2 separate regions of the Cricetulus griseus genome follow, and region 2 is linked to region 1. Evidence: chromatin contacts called from public Hi-C data. All regions are on one chromosome and are shown on one strand. The core of a region is the stretch at or near the end of the contact, and the rest is flanking DNA. Distances in the headings are between cores, read along the strand shown.

Evidence for each region. A called contact is a pair of places that touch in the nucleus more often than the background predicts.
Region 2: a Hi-C map of liver shows a contact between it and region 1, with 2.7 times the contacts expected there. The contact joins the promoter of Apmap here to the enhancer-like site in region 1. A contact is called at or near these places in 6 of 8 Hi-C or Micro-C datasets (the CHK-Q cell line, the CHL-YN cell line, the CHO-K1 cell line and 2 more).

Annotation. Positions count from the first base shown.
Region 1 is chr6:28,946,021-28,948,877 of CriGri-PICRH-1.0, forward strand. No RefSeq gene overlaps it. Among named protein-coding and RNA genes, the nearest start is that of Entpd6, 3.0 kb to the left of the region's middle. Within about 2 kb of position 1,466, at least 1 of the 6 cell types and tissues checked has open chromatin away from gene starts, as enhancers often do.
Region 2 is chr6:29,089,218-29,092,074 of CriGri-PICRH-1.0, forward strand. Apmap (adipocyte plasma membrane-associated protein) reads left to right here and starts at 1,481. Exons shown (of 9, transcript XM_027421564.2): 1 at 1,481-1,636. The coding sequence starts at 1,545.

The sequences.
Region 1 (2,857 bases), core at 216-2,715:
GGACCAGGACCAGACAGACCAGTCGGTCCACAGGCACCTCCATGTCTCAGAGGCCCAACTCCAAACATATCAACTTAATTCTGTTGTTGAAGTGTTTGTCAGTAGCTAAGGCACTTGCAGGAAGGACCAATCACTTTTCTGCAGCCATATTTAACGCCCAGTGGTGGCAAACTGATCAGACTCCCCAAAGGCTTGTCGAGGAAAACAACTCAAGCTTAGTTACAGAACAGGGTTTTAAAAACAAACAAACAAATAAATAAACAGACAAAAAAGCAAGCAGCAGGCAGAAGTAAAGCCAAGTGGGAAATAAGCAGAACAGGAAGTGGCACACAGAGGCAAACAGGTGGCTTGGAGAGGTTCACTTCCTGTCAGGTAGACTGGAGTCAGAGAACGTAGCAGGTGTGGCATTAGGAGGGGAGGAGGGGACGAATGATCTCAGAACTAAGCTCCCTCTGATTTGAACTGGCAGCAGCCAGAGTTTTCCTGGTATGCATTAAAGTACAGGAACCAAGCCATGATTGCAAATGACTGCTGCACACGCTAAATATGTGTCCCAAAACAAAGACCACTAACGAAGTACCACCAATTTCTTCTGGTAGTTGTAGAAAATCTTTTCTTGGAGAAAAGAATAAACCCTATACATGAATGGCCCTGTAATGTCTTTTGCAGGCTGCTGCCATGCCTCCGTGGGTGGGTACCTACCTCAGACTAAGTATACAAAGAGCTGTGTGCCTCTCACGTTCTATCTATGAGCCTCCAGAAGGGCTCAGATACACACCACATTAGCCTACACTCCTCCCCAGGGCAGAAGGAGAGGGACGAAAACCCCTCAATTTTTTTAGACTTACCATTATGCTTGCTGAATTTTTCAAGGGCTACATTGTTAATTCACTGGTAACAGGGATAGGGAAACCTCCCCTCAATGCTATTCAGCCCCCTCCAAGGCTCTGCAGTGCCCCAAGAAAACCCCTGTAATCACATTCATCTACCTCTCCCTGGGAAAATCTCCTTCGTGGGTGTCTGAGATGTTCTTATTGTGGCTATGAAGACTTTGCTATACTCCCTGTGATGTAGGATGTATGGCTTACCACACACGACCGTGGGGTACAAGTGCCTGGAGAGATATAAAAGGCCCAGGTATTTTCAGGCGCCTGATTCCTTTGGACAGATTCAGTGTGTGAAGGGCTGTGTTTGCTGTAACCTACTCAGCAGTGTAGCCTCAAAACCGCCCAATTACTTCCCGCTGCTCCCGTTCCCTCGGATTCTCCACCCATATACATTCTGGGTGTCTACATCAGGACCTCTCCCTCCTTTAGCCTGAAGCACCTGTGGCCACACATCAACTTAGGCAGAACCACCCCGACCCCTGACAGGCTTTTCTGGGTCACCATCGGCCCCACCTTCTGAACACAGGACTTCCTCAGTTTCCTGAGCCCCCTAGCTGGACTGTGCAGCGTAGGAGGGGTGGGGCCTAGGCCTAGCTCCGCTAGGGGCGGGTCAGCACACACCGGGCGGCCGAATGAATGGATGGATGGCGCAGGGCAGTGGGCTGCTCTCGGGCAGAGACCCCTGCTGCTTGGCCTACAGCAGTGTAGCTCACAGCACCGCCCGAGTACCACCGTGTAGTGGAAACGTGCAAGGACCACGCAGAGGAACGAAAATGCAAGGACCGGGAGCGCAAGTGACCCTGAGGTCACCCCCCAGGAGCTGCCGCCTGGCACAGGGAGGTGCCAGGCACTTGAACCCGCATCACGGGGAACTCTGTCACTCGCGCTTTGGGAGACCCATCGCACTCAGTCATCCCGGCAAGCACACCCCGCTGGCCCCGCTTACCCTGCACGGCGCCCTCAAGCCCCTCGGCGGAGGCAGTGACGTCCCCGGAGACAGAGGGCGACCACCCACCAAGGGCTCAGCTCTCCAGTCCTGCTCCGCGTCAACACAGCCTTTACGCGTGGAGCCCGACCTAGCAGAGCCCGAGAAGCGGTCCCCGCCTACGTGCACTTCGCGTCACCAGGTGGGCTGGACGGCATCGATGCGCATGCGCCGCGGTGCTTGCAGTACGCACGCGTAGTAGCCAGGTGCTCATCCGGTGTGTTTTTCTTCTGCTGGTAGAGGGTACCCGGCAATCAGTCAGAATCTGGTTGCTTCTTGGCTCCTTCTGAAAAGTCCTCGCGACGTGGCAGAACGGAACCTCGTCTTGACTGGTGTACGAGTTCCTTCACTCTCATCCATCACCTTGTCTGTCCTTCTGTAGGCTTTCCCCCTGGATCGCTCCACGTTCGAGTTGCTTCCTCCTTTACCTTCAAGGGAATACGTGATAAGATATGCATTCATGATAGTGAATGCAGTGCCATCAAACCTCCTTTATCTTGATCATAGTTTTTGATGTTCTCCTACAAGCCACAGGTTGCCAGCTCCTAACTGCAGTGAGACCCAGGATATATATGCCCCTAGGTCATCTGTCTGAATGTCCATCAAGTTGGTTGTCCTTTTTCCATCAGACCAGGGCTCCTCGTCTGCCTGCCCGCGTGATGGCATCTGTACATTGATTGAGGTACAGGGGCGTTGATTCTGGTCCTGAAGGACTTCCCTGTGTCGGCTGGGAAAGCCTAGAAACAAGGATTTTTTTTTTTTTTCCAAGACAGGGTTTCTCTGTAGCTTTGAAGCCTGTCCTGGAACTCGCTCTGTAGACGCTGGCCTCGAACTCACAGAGATCTCCTTGTCTTTGCCTCCCGAGTGAGTGTGCAAGGATTTCTAATGGTCAAGTCAAGGCACTTGGGACTTAGCGGGTGGGTGTTAGCCAGAGTGCAAGGACACTGTGTGAAAGCAGGGTTGGCAATCGCTAGTAGTCCCATGA
Region 2 (2,857 bases), core at 231-2,730, 140 kb after region 1:
CTGCCCTCTTTTGAGGGGCTCACGAGTCCTCTGGTGAATTCCTTTATGTAGCAAGTTCAGTGTATTCAATTCTTTTATTATTTTTAGTGTGCTTGTTCCTGGTTGCTTTGGTCCATGTGCTTTCATTTAACACTGGGCATGAGCTACACATAACTGATGTAATAGGCTTCTGGGGACAGGTCAGGAATGGTCAAAGAGCTTCCCAGAGAGAAAGATGCTCTGGGGATTGAAGAAGAGATTTTCAGCAATGATACTTGAAGTAGATTCTGGATTATAAAAAAAGGTTTAGGTGGAGGTGAAAGAAAAATGTATCATAAGGAAATAAGAATAAATATGACAAGGTCAGAGACATGGAATCAGAAATGGCAAGCTATCCAGGCAAGCAGGAAGGTGCCAGATCACACATTTGTTAAAATTACCCATGATACTGTCTGTCTTCAATGATGGAATCAAGTAGAATGGTGTCAAGGCCTGAATTATATAACCTGGGATCCCTACAGAATTGGGTGTTAAGAAATCTCCACTTCCCTCAAGCGAGAAGAAAAGTAGAACATTAGGGTGGCATTCTAGCGCCATCTCGTGTTGAAGATAATGGCATGTATGCTTTTGCAAAACCTCCAAAGTGTAGCAAGAAAATTTTAGTGGCTGCAGTTTGAACACGTGTATCCTAGAGATCATTCCCAGTGCCGTAAAGTGACAGGACTTTGTGTCTTCCGCCTGAAAGGTTTCTCTTCCTTGCCTTTCCCTCCCAATCCTACCCTCATATCCCATTCCTTCACTGGTCAAATGCTTCCACAAGGTCAAGTTTCTTTCTTTAAAGCCACCACTGTATTACAATTTACATTTATTGAAGTCATGGCTCCCATTAGTTCCAGAAAGGAGGGGCTTTATCTGTGGTGTGCTCACCTCGGCTGCTGGAGCATGTTTGATTCGTTGTAATGCTGTGGACGCACCACCTGCTGCTTGCTTCATGATTCCTAGAGTTTTGTTATTAGCGGTCTTTTCTGCTTGGTCCTGTCTTTACTTAAAGATAACTCCCTTTAGAAATTCAAATGTCTGTTGTATAACCACTTTTAGATCTAGTAGTCAACATCTGATCTTAACCAAAAGGAAACATTTTGAACCTTTGCGGAAATCGTTTCAGAAAAGAGTGATTTTCAGGTGGGGATTATTGCACTCCAAGGGGATGGACGCGTCATTTTTCACACAGTTGGTGAAGAATCAGTGGCATCCTCTCTTTTCACGCGTGTTACTGCAGACATCAAGGCCAGCACACAGACGTGAGGGAGACCCCGGCTGCGGCCTCAGCATCCAGGCTTGGGATGAAGGAGAACCTTCACCGTTCTCCAGCGGCCGTTCGCCAAGGCTGGGGGGGTGGTGACACGCCGCGGTGCCAATCTCCCGAAAGGGGCGGGGCCCCCATGCATCTCAGCCGCTAGGCGCACGTCATTTCCGCGCGCCGGGGTGTGTGTGCGTGGGGCGGTTCTGGAACCCGTGCTGCTGAGTTCCGGCGGAGGCGGTGGCGCCAGTCATTCGTTTGCAAGATGAGCGAGGCAGATGGGCTGCGGCAGCGCCGGCCCCTGCGGCCGCAGGTCGTCACGGACGATGGCCAGGCCCCGGAGGTCAAGGAGGGCAGGTAGGCCGAACCTGAACGGGGACCATCCTCTCCGTGGACGAGAAGCCTCTTCATTAGCCCCACTTTGACCGAGGTCCGGGGTTCTGACCCAAAGGAGGCATCTGCGGGGCGAGGCCTCGCGCGCACCCGGGCTGTCCGCCCTCGCGTTGCTGCCGGCCTTCCCTGTCCCTCCTCGCACCCCAGCCGCTGGAGTCATCGCCTTCTGGCATCTTCCCGACTTGTCCTTGCTGGATCCTCTGTTACTCCTGGGACAGCCGCCCGGCCACTGCCCAGCCTGACACTTTCCTTGAAGGGGAGTCAGAAAAGATGCGGGGTCTCTCTCCTGCGAAGATCCTCTTCTGCACCTACTGTAGGTGCAGTCTGTAGTCCTCACCTCGGAGAAGAGAACCGACATGACATTGTTGGCAGTTTTTCTGATAGGGACAGTAGTTACTGACGATTAGTAATTCTCTAAAGGGTTTTCCCCCCTTTTGGCCCCACTCTTACAGTATTTAAGAATGCTCTTATTAGCTAAAGGCTAAGCATGCTCCTTAAGCCCTAATATAAGACATTTAAAATTCATTTTTCAGGCTTTTTTTTTTTTGAAATTTTAGATCAGCCTCCAAGTTGTGGAATTAACTTATGTGCTAGAAATATTGATAGTATTTACTTGGTCACTAGCAGTGTGGTACATACTGGATGACAGACAGTTTTTTGCTTCTGATGGTGAGCTTTATTGACTATGATAATAAGATGAACATAAAACATGCTTTGGCTTTGGAAAGGAGTTTGTTGAGGAACAGGAAAGTGCTAGTATGGGTCTTGACTAGGGAGATCAGCCATTTTAGGTTGCTTTGAGGTCCCTTTTTCTAGGACTCACCTTGCTAAATGTGGGTAGATTTGGAACAAATTGTTCACCCTGCTTATTGTGGATATTGTGAAGTAATTACTAGTGGCTGGTGAGTCTTTAGGATGGACAGGCAAAACGGCAGAAACTAGGAGAAGAAGGAAAAAGGATGGAGCAGTTGAGGGCCCTACTCAGGTACAGTGTTTTGAAGCCAGGGCACCCTGTACATGGGGACCCTTGGTAGATGGGCCCAACATTTAGAACAGCTGCTGTGACACTTCTGATCCCCAGGCAAAGGGACATATTTAATTATATTTTTTCTTTAGTTTTCTGTGGGGACTACTTCCTTAATGACTACAAATTAGATCCAAAATTGTCTCTTTCCACCTGATTTT